Linked DNA regions of Zea mays: all the other regions are linked to region 1. Evidence: chromatin contacts called from public Hi-C data. All regions are on one chromosome and are shown on one strand. The core of a region is the stretch at or near the end of the contact, and the rest is flanking DNA. Distances in the headings are between cores, read along the strand shown.

What was found. Hi-C and Micro-C count contacts between places; a contact is called where the count stands out from the background.
Region 2: a contact with region 1 is called in a Hi-C map of tassel, with 2.3 times the contacts expected there. The contact joins the promoter of LOC542738 here to the promoter of LOC100384690 in region 1. A contact is called at or near these places in 2 of 25 Hi-C or Micro-C datasets (ear and tassel).
Region 3: a Hi-C map of leaf shows a contact between it and region 1, with 5 times the contacts expected there. The contact joins the promoter of LOC100278635 here to the promoter of LOC100384690 in region 1. A contact is called at or near these places in 7 of 25 Hi-C or Micro-C datasets (bundle sheath, ear, leaf and 2 more).

What each region holds. Positions count from the first base shown.
Region 1 is chr6:164,696,320-164,701,043 of Zm-B73-REFERENCE-NAM-5.0, reverse strand. It overlaps LOC100384690, which reads left to right and starts at 2,916. Exons shown (of 9, transcript NM_001177167.2): 1 at 2,916-3,066. The coding sequence starts at 2,956.
Region 2 is chr6:164,936,254-164,940,977 of Zm-B73-REFERENCE-NAM-5.0, reverse strand. It overlaps LOC542738 (replication origin activator 2), which reads right to left and starts at 2,062. Exons shown (of 16, transcript NM_001112248.2): 1 at 1,849-2,062; 2 at 1,657-1,769; 3 at 1,330-1,538; 4 at 726-856; 5 at 397-635; 6 at 73-309. The coding sequence starts at 1,914.
Region 3 is chr6:164,862,020-164,866,743 of Zm-B73-REFERENCE-NAM-5.0, reverse strand. LOC100278635 reads left to right here and starts at 2,613. Exons shown (of 1, transcript NM_001151847.2): 1 at 2,613-3,758. The coding sequence starts at 2,793. The coding sequence ends at 3,488.

The sequences.
Region 1 (4,724 bases), core at 1,667-4,166:
TACATGTCCGATGACTACAAAAATGTGTGGTTTTCAATGGCTAGCCTTAGACTTGGACTTGGAAGTACACAATATTTCAGTGTGACGTGCGAATACTCTACATTGAGTGAGTACACAATTATGGTGTGATTTTCAATGACTAGCCTTGGACTTGGGAGCTATATAAACCCACCCAACCAACCATTTGAGATGTGTGGGAGCTAATAAACATTGCTAGAGTTGAGACTCTATTCCTATAACTATAAACACCCAAGTGCTCAAATATCACTCAGTGATTAGCATAGATGTTTTGTGAAGTGATTAGGTTACTTAGACCAATTAGATAGGTTTGGAGCTTGCACACACCATTTTATCACTTGATGTTTGCGTGTGTCATCGTAGGTTGTACTAGTAGAGCTTGTAATCTTGCAAGATCACACTAACTTTTTTTGTGGTGCGGTCGACATCATGTACTGGAGGGAACGAGGATTGTTGTGTTTTGGCTAAAAACTCGATAGTCGAGACAGCTAGGAGTATTTGGGGGAGGCCACAACCGAAGCACCACTTGCACATATAGAAGGCTCATGGCTATCTACGGAGTTACCTGATCGAGTGGTTGGCCCTCACATGGGCATTCACTTGACTAGGGCTCTAATAAGGATTAGGAGAAAGCTTGCATGTTTCTTGATACTTTAATAAAAGACTAGCGTGTCAATGAGAGTTTGTATGTTTATCGCATTTAAGCTTTAGCATTTATATTTTGTTACCTTGGTTATGTGCTTTACCTTCCTAGCTTAGTTATTGACAACTAGATAGGTTTGGAGCTTAGATTGTATAACTCTTTTGCGATCGAGATAACAACACTTAGTCAAAACCTTAGATGCAAAGAAAGCCTCGTTTTATTGCATAGGTTTTGACTAGGATAAAAATAGATGCCATAGACTAAGAGAGAAATTTAAAAACTCAACTTGCAGGGGTAAGACAGTTCATGAGTGTTGTATTAAGAAGACATTATCACACAAATCGAGAAAACCTCGAACTTCTACCCCACCCATACACAACGACACTGTAGCCCATATAAGAATGACTGCGACCAGGATCATACCTTAGACTTATGCTTTGGCATGGGATAAACAAGGGGAATTTTAACCACAATTTTAAATTTACTCCCATAGGGAGTCAAAAACTTAGGACCTTAGGAGTGCTACTTGGACCAACTAACTAACTCAGCTAGAGGCCCTTTAGAAAAATATAGACCTTTCAGGTCAAGAAAAATCCTAAACCGTTGCCCCCATACAGAGCGACTAGCCCATGTGGGAACTACCACAATGGGAATCTGACCTTAGACATGTGCTTTGGCGTGAGATAGTCGAGGGGATTTTTTTAAACTTAGCCTAAAATTTGCTCCCATTGGAAGTTGAACTCAGGACCTAAGCAACGATACTCAGACCACCTAACTAACTCATATATAGGCCCTTTCGCAAAAGAGAAATTAGATTGCCTAATTCACCCTACTCTTAGGTGTCAAGTGTTTCTTCAATTGGTATCAAGGACAATGACTCAATTTGGAACTTTTGGCTTAACCAATTGTCACTTTAATCATTCACCCATGGACGCTTACCATGGATCATTGTACATTATTTCGTTCTCCTTGGTTCATGGTTCCGGCGATATCCTTAGGTGGAGATAACTTACCTTACAACTTGATATATCCCCATATCGTTGCATGGCTCCAAAGCTTTAGGTGGAGCACCTCTGCTCCAGAATTTAGATTTCTTTCTTATAACCAGTGACAGTGGCGGTCCTTCAAACTCCATGTTTAGGTTGCTTTTTAAGGATTATAGCATAGCAAAAGCGACACTCTAGAGATTTGTACAGCTCTCAAAACTCCATAGAATGTGCACTCCAGAGTTTTGATCTAGAACCATGGCAAACACCCCCCTCATACACCTTTACTCACTCTCTTAGTGGTTAAAAGACTAAAGTTTAGGTTTCCATTAGTCATTCTGTTTAATAGTTTAGAAATTAGAGATACTAAAATTTAATTTCTAAAGCTTAGGAGGTGAGAATCAAGACCTTAGAGCCACTCCTAGAAACTAGCCATATCGTTTTGTGAAGATAAATTTGGCTATTATTTAAATAAAAACTTGTTCAATAGACTATGCAAATGACTTTTTAAATTTAATAGCTCTCTATTCCTTTACCTCCTCTCTGTTTTTGGACAGACGGCTTCACTCGCTATTCGTTTTGTTGGTTTTACAGAGTTTGTTGGAAATTAACCTACTCTTTTGTAAAATCTATTTTAGAAAATAACTAAATTAGTATATTTGGCTAACATTTTTGGCTAACCTCTTGAAGTTAGCTTTTACAATTGATGGGCGTGTTCGGCTGGCTACAAGCCGACACTGTTGCAGCTGTTTGGACTGCTGCAGCTGCAATCCATAGAGAGAAAAATACTGTAGAAGCCGCAGCCGCAGCCGGATTGCAGCCGCAGCAAGCCACAGCGAACAAGCTGGATATTTCAACGGTACCGCACTTACGTTATCTCTGATCTTCTATCTTATCCCATATTTCAAAATCTACTTTACAATATAAAACAATATTTTCTACGGTCGTATACACAATTCCAACAGTACCGGGCGTACGCCGTCCGATACGTTTCGTCCTCCTATGTCCCACCTGGCAGTCTCGCAGCGCAAACCATCTCACCAACTAGCCATCTATTTATAGGCGTCGCCATGGCCCTCCTCCAACATCAACCAGCGACTCACACACCCGCCCGCCGCTTCTGTAGCCGCCGCCGCCACCCCCCCCCCCCCCCCCCCCCCCCCCCCCCCCCCAACCAACCAACCGCGCAGGGAGAAAACCACAGCGCAGCACATGCAGCGCCTCGCCTCCTCCCGGAGGCTCCTCCAGGCCGCGCTCGCCGCGGCCGCCGTCGCCGCGCCCGCGCCAGCGAATGGCGCCTTCCCCAAGATGCCGGCCTTCGACTACACGCCGCCGCCGTACAACGGGCCGCGCGCCGAGATCTTCCGGAAGCGCGCTCAGTTCCTCAGCCCATCCCTCTTTCATTTCTACGATCGCCCAGTACGTGTGCCGCTCCCCCATCGCCACTCCAGTCTTCAGTTCTGTGGGAAGGACTATACTGCTACGACCAAAAAGAAAAACAAAAAAAACTGTAAATTACCTTCGGATTTCAATATTTTTTCGGTAAAAACTGCACCAATTGTCGCCCTGGTGATCAGTTAAAATACGAAGAATCGAACTACTAGCATTTTTCGTAACTAAAACATTTTTTGTTTACTGTTTTGAGAAATGCGGTCTTCTTGGTAGTCCTTTGGCACAGAGCAGCAGTGATCTTTGTCGTTTTCCGAGAGGTTTGATAGGATTGCTGATACTGCATGTGCTCTGTTCTTATCTGAAGTAAAATGAGATCTGAGATAAATATACAAAAGTATGCAACCAAGATCTGTGTCAGAACCCAATAAAATGTCAGCACTCAACAGCCGCAAATTCTGTATTGCAGGCAGTATGACTCGAACAGGAGTCTTAAGTGAATCAATAAAAGAAACTTGTAATACCAGTACCACAAGCTGTCGAGTGTCGACAGCAGGAGTATTGTTTTTTTTTCAGTGAATAGTAGATCCTTTTGCCAAATGAACATGCCGGATGGGTTGACAAATGAATAAGTGACAGGCTTTTCCTGGGTTGTTGCAAATTGCAATGACGTGGCTGCCCAGTTTTGCCTGCAAACTTGTAGAAAATCTAGGTTGTACCGATTAATTTCCACTTTTTTACTAATGGTCAGATGCCTGATTTCTATCTTCTCTTCAAAAGATACTGTATCCATCTTTTTGCTTATTTTTTTCCTGTATTAAGATGCTCAGCTTTACATGCTCATGAACTAACAGTGAAGGTTGTTGTCTGAAAACATACTATATTTCAGGTGGGCACCTGAAATATAACAACTCTCTAATTTCCGCAACTATTTTTTTGTGCCCTCTTAGATCTCAAATATATGTAGCTGCGCCACTTTTTCTTTGTTTGTCAGAATATACATGGTTACTGACAACACAACATTTAATTTTTTTTACGCATTGCCAAAGTACATAAACAAGGTCAAGATTGGATTTCTGGAGACAGTACTTACCGTGTACCTAACTTACTGACTCCCGTCCCATTAAAAAATAATGTTGAAGCATATATACTTATATAATTTGATAGAAGTTGGCACAAAGGAAGAGGAAAAAAACGCTAGCATTTTGAGATTCATTTGCATCTCTGAAATGAAGCAAACAGCAAAGTAACCAGTGCATGTTATCATTCTGTAATTACTTAATATATGAGATCGTCTGAGTGCCTCCTGTAGTATATGGTGAACCCCGATCAAGTAGTATTAGTTTTCCAACCAAGCAACACAAGCTTTAGTTTTCCAACCAAGCAACACAAGCTAAGAGCATCTCCAAGAAAACAAGCAAAGGCTTCCATAAACCATTTTTATAGAAGAAACGCTGATTTCCATACTCCAACAGAATCCCCTTCCTTGCTCGTATTTTTTCGCGACCCACATGCGCGACAAAAAAGTTCCCCCAATCGACTGCGTACGTGCGCACGCTAGCTGGTGGCGTGGCGGACGTGTCCTGCTGGTGTGAGAGAACACAGGGCAGTGGCATGCAAATTTAAAAAAACCAACGACATGCATGTGGGCTAGCTACATGCATTAAAAGTTGGTCCAGTTTCGTTTT
Region 2 (4,724 bases), core at 813-3,312, 240 kb before region 1:
AAATGAATGGATGAATAAATAAAGCATTATTAATTAAATCATGTATCAGCAATGATCTGAAACATCACTTACCCTCTCAAGTGAGTTCCATTTTTTAGATTCTTCTCGACACCACCTAGCATCAACAGTACTACTGCCTTCTTTATCCATAGATGACCATATATGGATGGAGCAAGAGAATTTCCCAGTAAGTCAAAGGTGTCATTTCTCCTTGATATTTCTTTCATCCGCTTCAGATCTTCCCGAGTGTAGACAGGTGCATTTGCCTCTTTGTTAAGAAGCGACACATTATTTGCGATAAGGACAGTTCTACAGACATAGCAATACAAAACCACATCATACTTCCGAAATAGGTGAATTGAAGCCAGCTCAGGTGAGGGTCATAGCTGAACTAACCTGAAGACACCACTAACACTTCCCTTGCTTTTCCCTGGTAGAGCCTTGTACACACCGACAATTGAGACACGGTCACCAGGTTTGCAACAATCTACAAGATCATCTTCTACAATAACATCGACAGTTCTTGGGAGCTGTCCAGGTGCAGAATTTTCAGGCACTTCTTGCATGGACAATGTCTGGTGATCCTTGTATTCACACATTCCATACTCGGTAACCAACAAGTTACCATTGTCATCCTAGCCATTACAGGTTGAGCAGCATTACAATTACAGTACCAAATGGAGTTGATTGAATAAAATTGCAGAGAGCAAACAGTAGGAGCATACCCTTGTTGGATAAACCGAGCCAGTAGGCAAGCCTACAAAAGATGTGATGTCCCTGTATTCACGCGAGAGAAAGTCCCCAGTCACAGGGCAGAAGTGGACACTCTTAACAACTTTTGGCCTAACCAACGAGCCTGTTTTTTTCAGGAGGAAAAAATAATATTAGCACTCAAAGGTGTATAGGTACTTCACTAGAAATCTGCTATGGAGTTATAATTTGATAGACCAAGTAGCTAGCATTAAAATAGTGTGCTATATGCACAGCAATAATGATGAATTAGCATAAGTCAATACTAAAGTTTCATTGTGAATTCGTATGTTCTGACATTGTCATTCATGTTCAACTTTTTACACACCTAACAAGGACAATTTTACCCATTCCGTTTGCAGTTTCCCTTTACCACAAAGATACCAACTGAAACTGAAACTAACACAAAACTTCTACCCATCAGCGAGAAGAATGCTAGTAAAGTTTAATTGGAACTTGTTCAAAAGACCCTGACAGCGCAATCTGGTACCATGTAAACAAAGTTCGCCGAATAAGCAGTATGGCAGGAACCAGAGCATAACGTGGTACATCTGCTGAAAGGGAGAAGTGAGCCGTTACATTTGGTGACGATGCCCTCAACGCAGACCATGGTGCCGATGAAGGAGGACATGAGATCCCTGGGCGTGACCCTGTGGAACCCGAACGGACCCGAGAAGCCCACCATCACGCGCTCCCCTTCCTTCAAAAATTTGGGATCCAGGTTCCTCGCCACCTCCGACACCGCGTCCGACGCCGGCTGCATATACTCCCCGGGGGTCCGGATCACCCTATTCACACGCAAGGGCAGACCGCATCAGCCAGGAAGGCAGGAACTTGCCCAACATGGCAACAGAGACGCACGAGAAAGGAGAAAGTGAGGGAAGACAGCGGCGGCCGGCGTGGCACCTGCGGGCGAGATCGAGATTGTGATTGCGGAGGTCGTCCATGCCGATGATGAGGCGGTGGCGCTTGTTCTGGACCATGTCGCGGACGGCCTGCATGTAAACCCCCTTCCCGACCTGCGGCGGAAGGCAAGAACGTCAGCCGAGGACCCTGCGAACCGCGGCGGCGCTCGGGACGGCGAGGGGAGGGACTTACGTCTTGGTCGAGGAAGTCGAGGAAGGCGCGCTTATGCGCCGCCATTGCCTCCTCGTTGATTTCCATGGCTGCCTGCGGCTTCGGAGACGGAACGCGAGGCCGGAAGAACGAGCGGGGCTGCTGGAGGAAGAAGGCGGGGCGCGAGAATGGGAGCTGCGGCAGGCGGGCGGATTTGGATTTGGGGGCAAGGGTGGGGAGGGATGAAGGCGGCGCGTTTTGGCGGGAGTTGGCGCGCGGTGTGGCTGGAAGAGGTGGTTTTCGCGCGCTCGGTACGTGGCTACTGGCTAGGGCCGCAGGGTCAGCGGACTCGTTGGGCTCTTGGCTGACTATTCCGCATTCCATGGGCTTTGGATCGCAGCCAGTATCACACGCGCGACATTTAGACAAAGAGAGGCCGTAGTTGAGGCTCGCTAGCTGCACGGGCCCATCGGCGAGCAGCTGGTAGCATTTGGCCCAGTAAGGGGTGCGGGTACGTTGCGACAACCCCGCGTTGCCCCTCCTTGACTCCTTGTTCACAGCCGGCGCACGCCCTCCACCGTTTCTCAAGTGAACCTTTCTCGTCCTCTATCTGTCTTTTTAAGGACTACTTTGAAACTTAAACCATCCATAAGATTTCCGAGGATTGAGAGAAAAATTAAGCCTTTTCCCCCTCAATCTCGGAAAATTCGAGGCTCAGCCATTAGATTCACGTGCGGTTGGCGAGATGGCTCGTCTTTCTCCCCTTCGTTCTCCTGGCCGTCCCCCTCCTCAACCACCCCATGCCTCAAATGTCATTGCCGGGAAAATCCTTCCCCATCCTCAAAAAGCGAAAAACTCTAAGCCCAGGAAGACGCTACAGGAATGGGCCGTTCCTTGCGATGGTCGTTGGCGCGGCTGGACTTCAGGGGTGACGACCCCATACACGAAGGTGAGAGACGAGGCAAATGGACGTGGCCCATGCAGTGCAGTGAAAAGTCTGAACCCCTCAGGTATTTCCTCCCCGTCTTCTTCGCCTTCTCCTCGTCTTTCCAGCGCGGTGACTCAAAGGGGAAAACTAGGGTTTCCCAATGACCTAATCGGAGGTCGCCCTCTTCCTCACCTTGCTGCTTTCCTCTCTTCCCTTTGGCGCTTGCCTTCCTCGGTGAAAACCAGCTTCTGTGGTGGCTGGAAATCCGTTCCCATTCGTCCTCTTCCTCCTTCGGATCCGTGGCCGAGAGTAGGGATTGGATTCCAAATCCCTAAAGAATCGACCGCGATGGATTCAAAAGGAAAGAATACGAAGTGGGATCGCCAAATTCCTAAACCACAGAGACAAAACTCTCCCCCTTGGGGAAGACACCGAAACCTTAGCTGGCGCTTGAGACCCCCTCCGATGAAGGCTGAGTCCAAACCGGACCTGCAGGCTGCAACATCTGGTGAGAGTGCGGATCCAGGTAACATGAACCACCCCACTCCCCCCGTTCCTATGGATCTAGATCTAGGTCGCCGATTTTTTTGCCAGAAATGTGGGGAGGAAGGGCACCGTGCTAGAGAATGTTCCAAACCCCTCTGGTGTGAGATCTGCAGGAAGGAAACACATGTGACTGCTAAATGTGTTTGGCCTAAACAAAGCAAACCTACCATACCTATAGTGGGTATGGCGGCTGATGGGTTAGGTTTCTATGCTTCTCAGTTTGCAAAAAATGCTGCTAAGAAACCTAGAAAAAGTTTTTTAGGATTGGTGAAAGTCATTGAGGGAGAGACTAGGTGTGAGGATCTGGAACAAGATTTCAGTTTCCATTTTCCTTGGGGAAAAACTTGGAAAGCCACTAAATGTCCCTCAGGTTTTTTAATGCAGTTCCCATCGCAGGAAAGATTAGATGAGGTTGTTAACTTTCCTGAGCTAAAAAATGAAAATATCTGGGATTAAAATTAGTGTTATCCCCTGGTCTTCTCAAGCTAAAGCCAAATCTAGGCTTCATACTACTTGGGTAGTGGCTGAAAATGTTCCTGAAGAGCTGTTAAATTACCAGGCTATCTGTGAGATTGGCTCAACTATTGGGGCCGTTGAGGAAATTGATTTGAATTCTCTTGAATCCAAAGATATGGTCAGATTTAAAGTTCATGTCAAAAGCATTGATATGATTCCTGAAGTCATAGAGGTGGGAGTTAAACCCTATCTGTATGACATATTCTTTAAAGTAGAGAATATTGATGCAGAAGGGTGGAATGATGACTCTGTTAGTTTGGGAAAGAGGGCTTCTGTGGATGTCCACAGGCCTGGAAAATTTGTGATGGAGAAAAGTGGGAAAAGGCAAAAAATGAAGAGTTTGATACAGAGGAAAATGGTATGGGCATTAAATATCATTCTGGATCGACCTCTAAAATGATTGGGGGCATGGTCACTTCTGATAAGACTGGCAAATTGACAGAAGTGATAAAAGAAGCTGGTGAAAAAGAAGGATTTGAAGGAGATGTGGAATTTAATGAAAGTGAAGATGACCTTCTCAGTTCACAAGAACTTGATGTGCTAGTTAAAGACATGGGAGTTGATGTAACAAACTCTCAGGATGATATGATTTCTGAGAAAGATGATCCAGAAAAACATGACATGAATATAGATGAAAGGAACAAAAAGAACAAAGGCAAAGGAGCTGATCCTTTGGAAGGAACTAGGTAAAGTACAAGATTGGAGGCAAATGAAGACATCAAGATAACTGACAAAGCCATCTCTAGGGCGGTAGCTAAAGATGCTTTCCTGAACAAAGGTATGTCGTCTAACCCTTTCTCTGTTTTGAGCACTAGTGATAACATTTTGGTTGAGATGGCAGATTTGCTTAATGTTAGTCTAGGAAAAAATGCTGAGGAAGTTTGTTTGAATCTTAATGATATTAAAATGATGGAGTCAGAAAGATTTA
Region 3 (4,724 bases), core at 1,364-3,863, 170 kb before region 1:
TTAGGCTATTTATACCACTCCACTCTTCCTAGATAATTATCTTCAACTTCATTCACTCCTATCTCTACCAACACATCCTATCTATATACTCCACTGTTAGTCTTAACCACATTTGTCCAAATTTTGGTGACTCCTTGAGGTAATTCGATCATATAAAGTGTGGGAAATCTAGAGAAGTTCAAGAACCATTCATCCTGAGCACTTTGGCCAAACCCTAGCCACCTGGTGTGTTCGTTATTCTTGTGTCTTTGCTTCTAGCTAGATAGAGATTTTTTCGAAGCTCCCAATCGATTGTGGTTGAGCACCAAGAGGTTTATATTGCCCTTTGCAACTTAGTGAAACTCTTTAACTTACTACTTCGGTGCTGAATTAAAGAGATGTGAGTTGAAAGAGACCCTATAGCCTTTATGGTGTCCACAACAACCTGGATGCAGGCAAGCCATTGCGACAAGTTGAACCATGGGATAAAACCTAATGTGTTGTGTTTGTTATTGTATATCACTTGTGTTTGAATTTGTTTTTTTAATCTTTGCACCCGATCTACACTCCCCATGAGCTTTGAGTGCAACCGCTGCTCGTAGGAAGGTTGCTATATGAATCCATTCAAAGTTCGCAGTTCATAGTCCATCGTGTTTGGTTTGTGTTATGAGGAACAAAGGAACCGCAATCAGGATGTTTGATCGAGTTTTGTGAGTTTTTAGAAAAACATGCCTATTCACCTTCCCGCCACGCTCTTGCTAGATCCTTTCACCGAGGAAGATGGCAATTTTACAAAATGGCCTCTAAAGAATATCATAGGCTTTCTTCCGTTTTATGTATTTAAGGGCTTGTTTAGATCATAATTAGATTATCATAATCTTAAATGTGCATGTGTTTACCGTAATCATAATTATGGATTGTAATAACTATATTGTTTGGCTGCCTTGATTATAGTAGTAGATCGTGGTAGGTTAAAGTTAGATTTTTTTTGAACTTTTAGGCTCACAAAACGAAAAATTGGTTGGAGGGCAAGTTGAACTTTAGCACCCATAATCCTCAAAATCATATCTCACCTAAATTATGATATTATGATAATAAGGGATTTTGATATAATAATTCATCATATAGTCAATCATATACGGATCATAATTTAATTATAGAAACTTATTATTATAATAAGAAAGTATCCAAATAGGACCTAAGCTATCTTGGGCACTACACCTCCATCCTTTTATGTCAACCAATCTTGTTTTGTCTTGGCCTCAAATGTTCCTACATGTTGGGTCTATGTGAGCACACATTCAGCATGCCACATTGTCATACGGGCACAAGTCTAGATCTATTTGGATGATCACTAAGACCCAAATAGATATTAAAACTTAAAATGGTGTATTTTATAAGCATGGACCGACATTACACGTCTTAATAAATCTGATGACGATTTATATATTCCATACTCATCGATAACCAAGTTATTAAACAGTGGGTACGAGATGTGCTGCCGTGTGCCTTTTACTCCGATCGTAACCACCATACAGTGAAACCGTTTTTTAAACCTATAAATGTGAACCATATGCGTGAGTACTCTTTCCTCGAATAATTCAGCAGCAGTCTGATGGTTGAAAACGGATTATAATAGGATTAATAGTCAGCAACCCTCGTGCTTCTCCATGGAACTGTTATTGGTTATTCAGAGTATTATTTCACCGTACGGCCTGCTGTATCCCCCCCCCCCCCCCTACGAGTTGCTATATGTCAGGTGTCTTGATTTTTTTTTAATTTTAATGCAACAACTCACACAGTAGACAATTAGTATAATTAAAAAGACAAACTCGCAAGTGACAAAAGATAAAATTTTCTATAGGAAAACAATGATAAATTACATTTTACCTTAGCAACAATAAATTTAGGTGACTAAATGTTGGACGACGGTTTTTTACTTAATTTATATTGAAATTATAGATTCAGTTTATCATAATTTGTGTATATATAATCTACAATCTTTTGTTTGGAGAATAAAAAACGTATCAGAGAAGTAACAATTATTTCTATAGTCAGTCGAAGATTAATTTGTTTTGATTTGTTACGAGGCAAAATTAAATCACAAATCATAAAAACAATAACTTACTATTAGTTGGTTTGTACGAGAGTATTGTCAGGAAGTCATCTAAAAATTTAAATTTTTAAGCATCTAACATATAGGAGAAGTGGATAAAAGATCAGGCATATGAGATATATAAGAAGTGGTTTTGTTCCTCGTCGTCCTTGCTTTTACGTTTTACTTGGATTATTGCTCCTTCGAAAAATTTGGGGTAGGGCATGCGGAACGAGACGGGCATCGCCGTTGAGCTACACATACCGTCTAATTGGTTTACAGAGCGTGGCCAATCAGGCTCGTACGTATACAGTTATTTTGAACGTACAAGGGGCGGATACATAAAAATGACTATAGGTGAAACAATGTCACTGCCGTCTGCCGACACGTCACATTTCGCGCGCATCTCCGTGACTCCGTGTGGTAAAACGGCCTGAGAAAGGTGCGGCACTGTTCCGTAAGCCGCAAGTGAGCCACCGAGCGGCACAAGAACTCCCGTCCCGCGTGCGTATAAAAACCGCACCATCGATCGGTTCGCATCGCATCGCTCAACGAGAGTTCTTCTTGGATCGTGGACTCGATCGAATACTCGATCGCGGCGCCACACATTGCCCACGCCGCGCCGACTAGCTAGCTACCAGCCTAGCTACCACCAACGACTACCACACCACTGCACTTCGTCCCACTGCTCGGCCCGATCACGATCGATCCAGTGAAGATGCCGCCAGCTCCCAGCCCCGGCGCACACGGCGCCAGCGGCGCGGCGACGCCGCCCAGCAAGCCGCAGAGCCCGCTGCGCATCACGCACGACGGCGAGTTCTACGCGCGCCTGCTCACCAGGGAGAGCTCGCTGGGCAACCCCTCCTTCCGCTACTACGGCGCGGGCACCGGCGCCGTGCCGTTCGTGTGGGAGTCCCAGCCGGGGACGCCCAAGGACGCCTACTCCTGCCGGATGCTGGCCACCGCCGCCGCCGGGGTCGGGCCGGTCATCACCCCGCCGCCCTCCTACTACCTCCACGGCGTGCCGCTCGGGCGTGCCAACCGGCGCCACGGCAAGACGACCGGCGGGTACAAGTACAAGCAGCTCAAGTGGGTCAAGCTCAGCTTCATCGCCACCGTCTTCCGCCGCCTTGCCTTCGGTAATAAGTCGCGGCCCTCGTCGGCGGCGGCGGCGGCGGTCAAGTCCTCGTCCTCGTCCTCGTCCTCATCGTCCTCTGCTCGCTGGCTCTTCTCCGGCTCCAGCGCCGCCGAGGCCCGTGACCAGGAGTGCTGCGGCTACGACGATCCTGCGGCTGCTGAGCCGCGGACGAAGGGGGCGGTGCTGTGCCTCGGCATCCGGGCGACCCCGTGGATGGTGCAGTTCTGCGGCGGCCAGAGGGAGCAGGCTGGCTGGGTGTACGGCTGGCGCCCGTAGTCGTCGTCCGGTCGCTGTCGACCAAATCATATGTGCAACGGCCGGTCCGTGTCCGTGCATGCAGTGTGATTGGCCGGACGCCCGGACCCGACCTTTATATTGGATCTAATTGTTCGTGCATATGGATGTTCCTGTGTTTGATCCAGTGTCCGTCACCGTGCTCGGAAACAAGATAAGATAAAAGCTGTTTCGGGGTGGCGTGAGCGTGACTGGCGTCGTGTTGCTATGCCCATATATATATGTATACATGTATCTTGCACCTCCCCCGAACCATTGTTGTTGTTGTCTAGCTAGTGGTGTGTTTAATGCATGTTGATGAATGGAGATCGATCACGAGTCACGACTAGACTAGAGAGACCTGACACTTCACGTGCCCGCTCACCCCATCCCCCAAACTACTCTCCGTGTCTGGGGTTCTTCCGGTATGCTAGCAAGTAGCAACCATATGGGCCGTGTAGCTCTGAAGTACTAGTCGCATGTTCAGTTTGGATGTTAGGTTGCCAACATTGGAATTTCCTCCTCCACGAATCCTCTCCAAATCACTTGCCACCAATCTCCAAATCCCTTGCCACCAAACGAGCCCTCAAGTTCTTTTGCACGCTGGCTTGGGTTTTGCTCCGGATTATCCAACCTATGGGCCAGTGTTTCGTAGCCTAATAAGTATAGATCCCAGCCTATCTATTGCTGAACTTCAGCATGAAATGATTCAGCCACAACAACAATGGTTAGATAATCTACAAATCACATTTATTAGGAGGTCAATAAAGATAATTAGTAGGTATTTCCAAGAAGTCCTCTTAGCTGTTGCTGAACTTCACATGAAATGATTCAGCCTCAACAATATATGTCTGGCCTTACCTTGTATTTGAATCTTTAATATATATATATATAGTATTGTGTAGGGGCCATTGATGGGACACATATGTCTGGCCTTTCCACATAAGGGACTATGGTGCTAGGAGTTCTCAAAACCCAAGTGAACTTTTCAATCTAAGACATTCTTCCCTAGGAACTATAGTTATGAGAGCCTTTGGTGCTCTAAAGAAATATTCAATATTTTGTATAACAAGCCCTTTCATCCTCTCAAGACACAAGTCAAGCTTGTACTTGCATGTTGCCTACTACATAACTGGATACAAAGGCATGGTATGGATGTCGTGTCCCTTCTGAAACTAAATGCGAGGGTCATGGAATTGATGAGTCATCACCAAACGATGTTGTTGTCAATAATGTCAC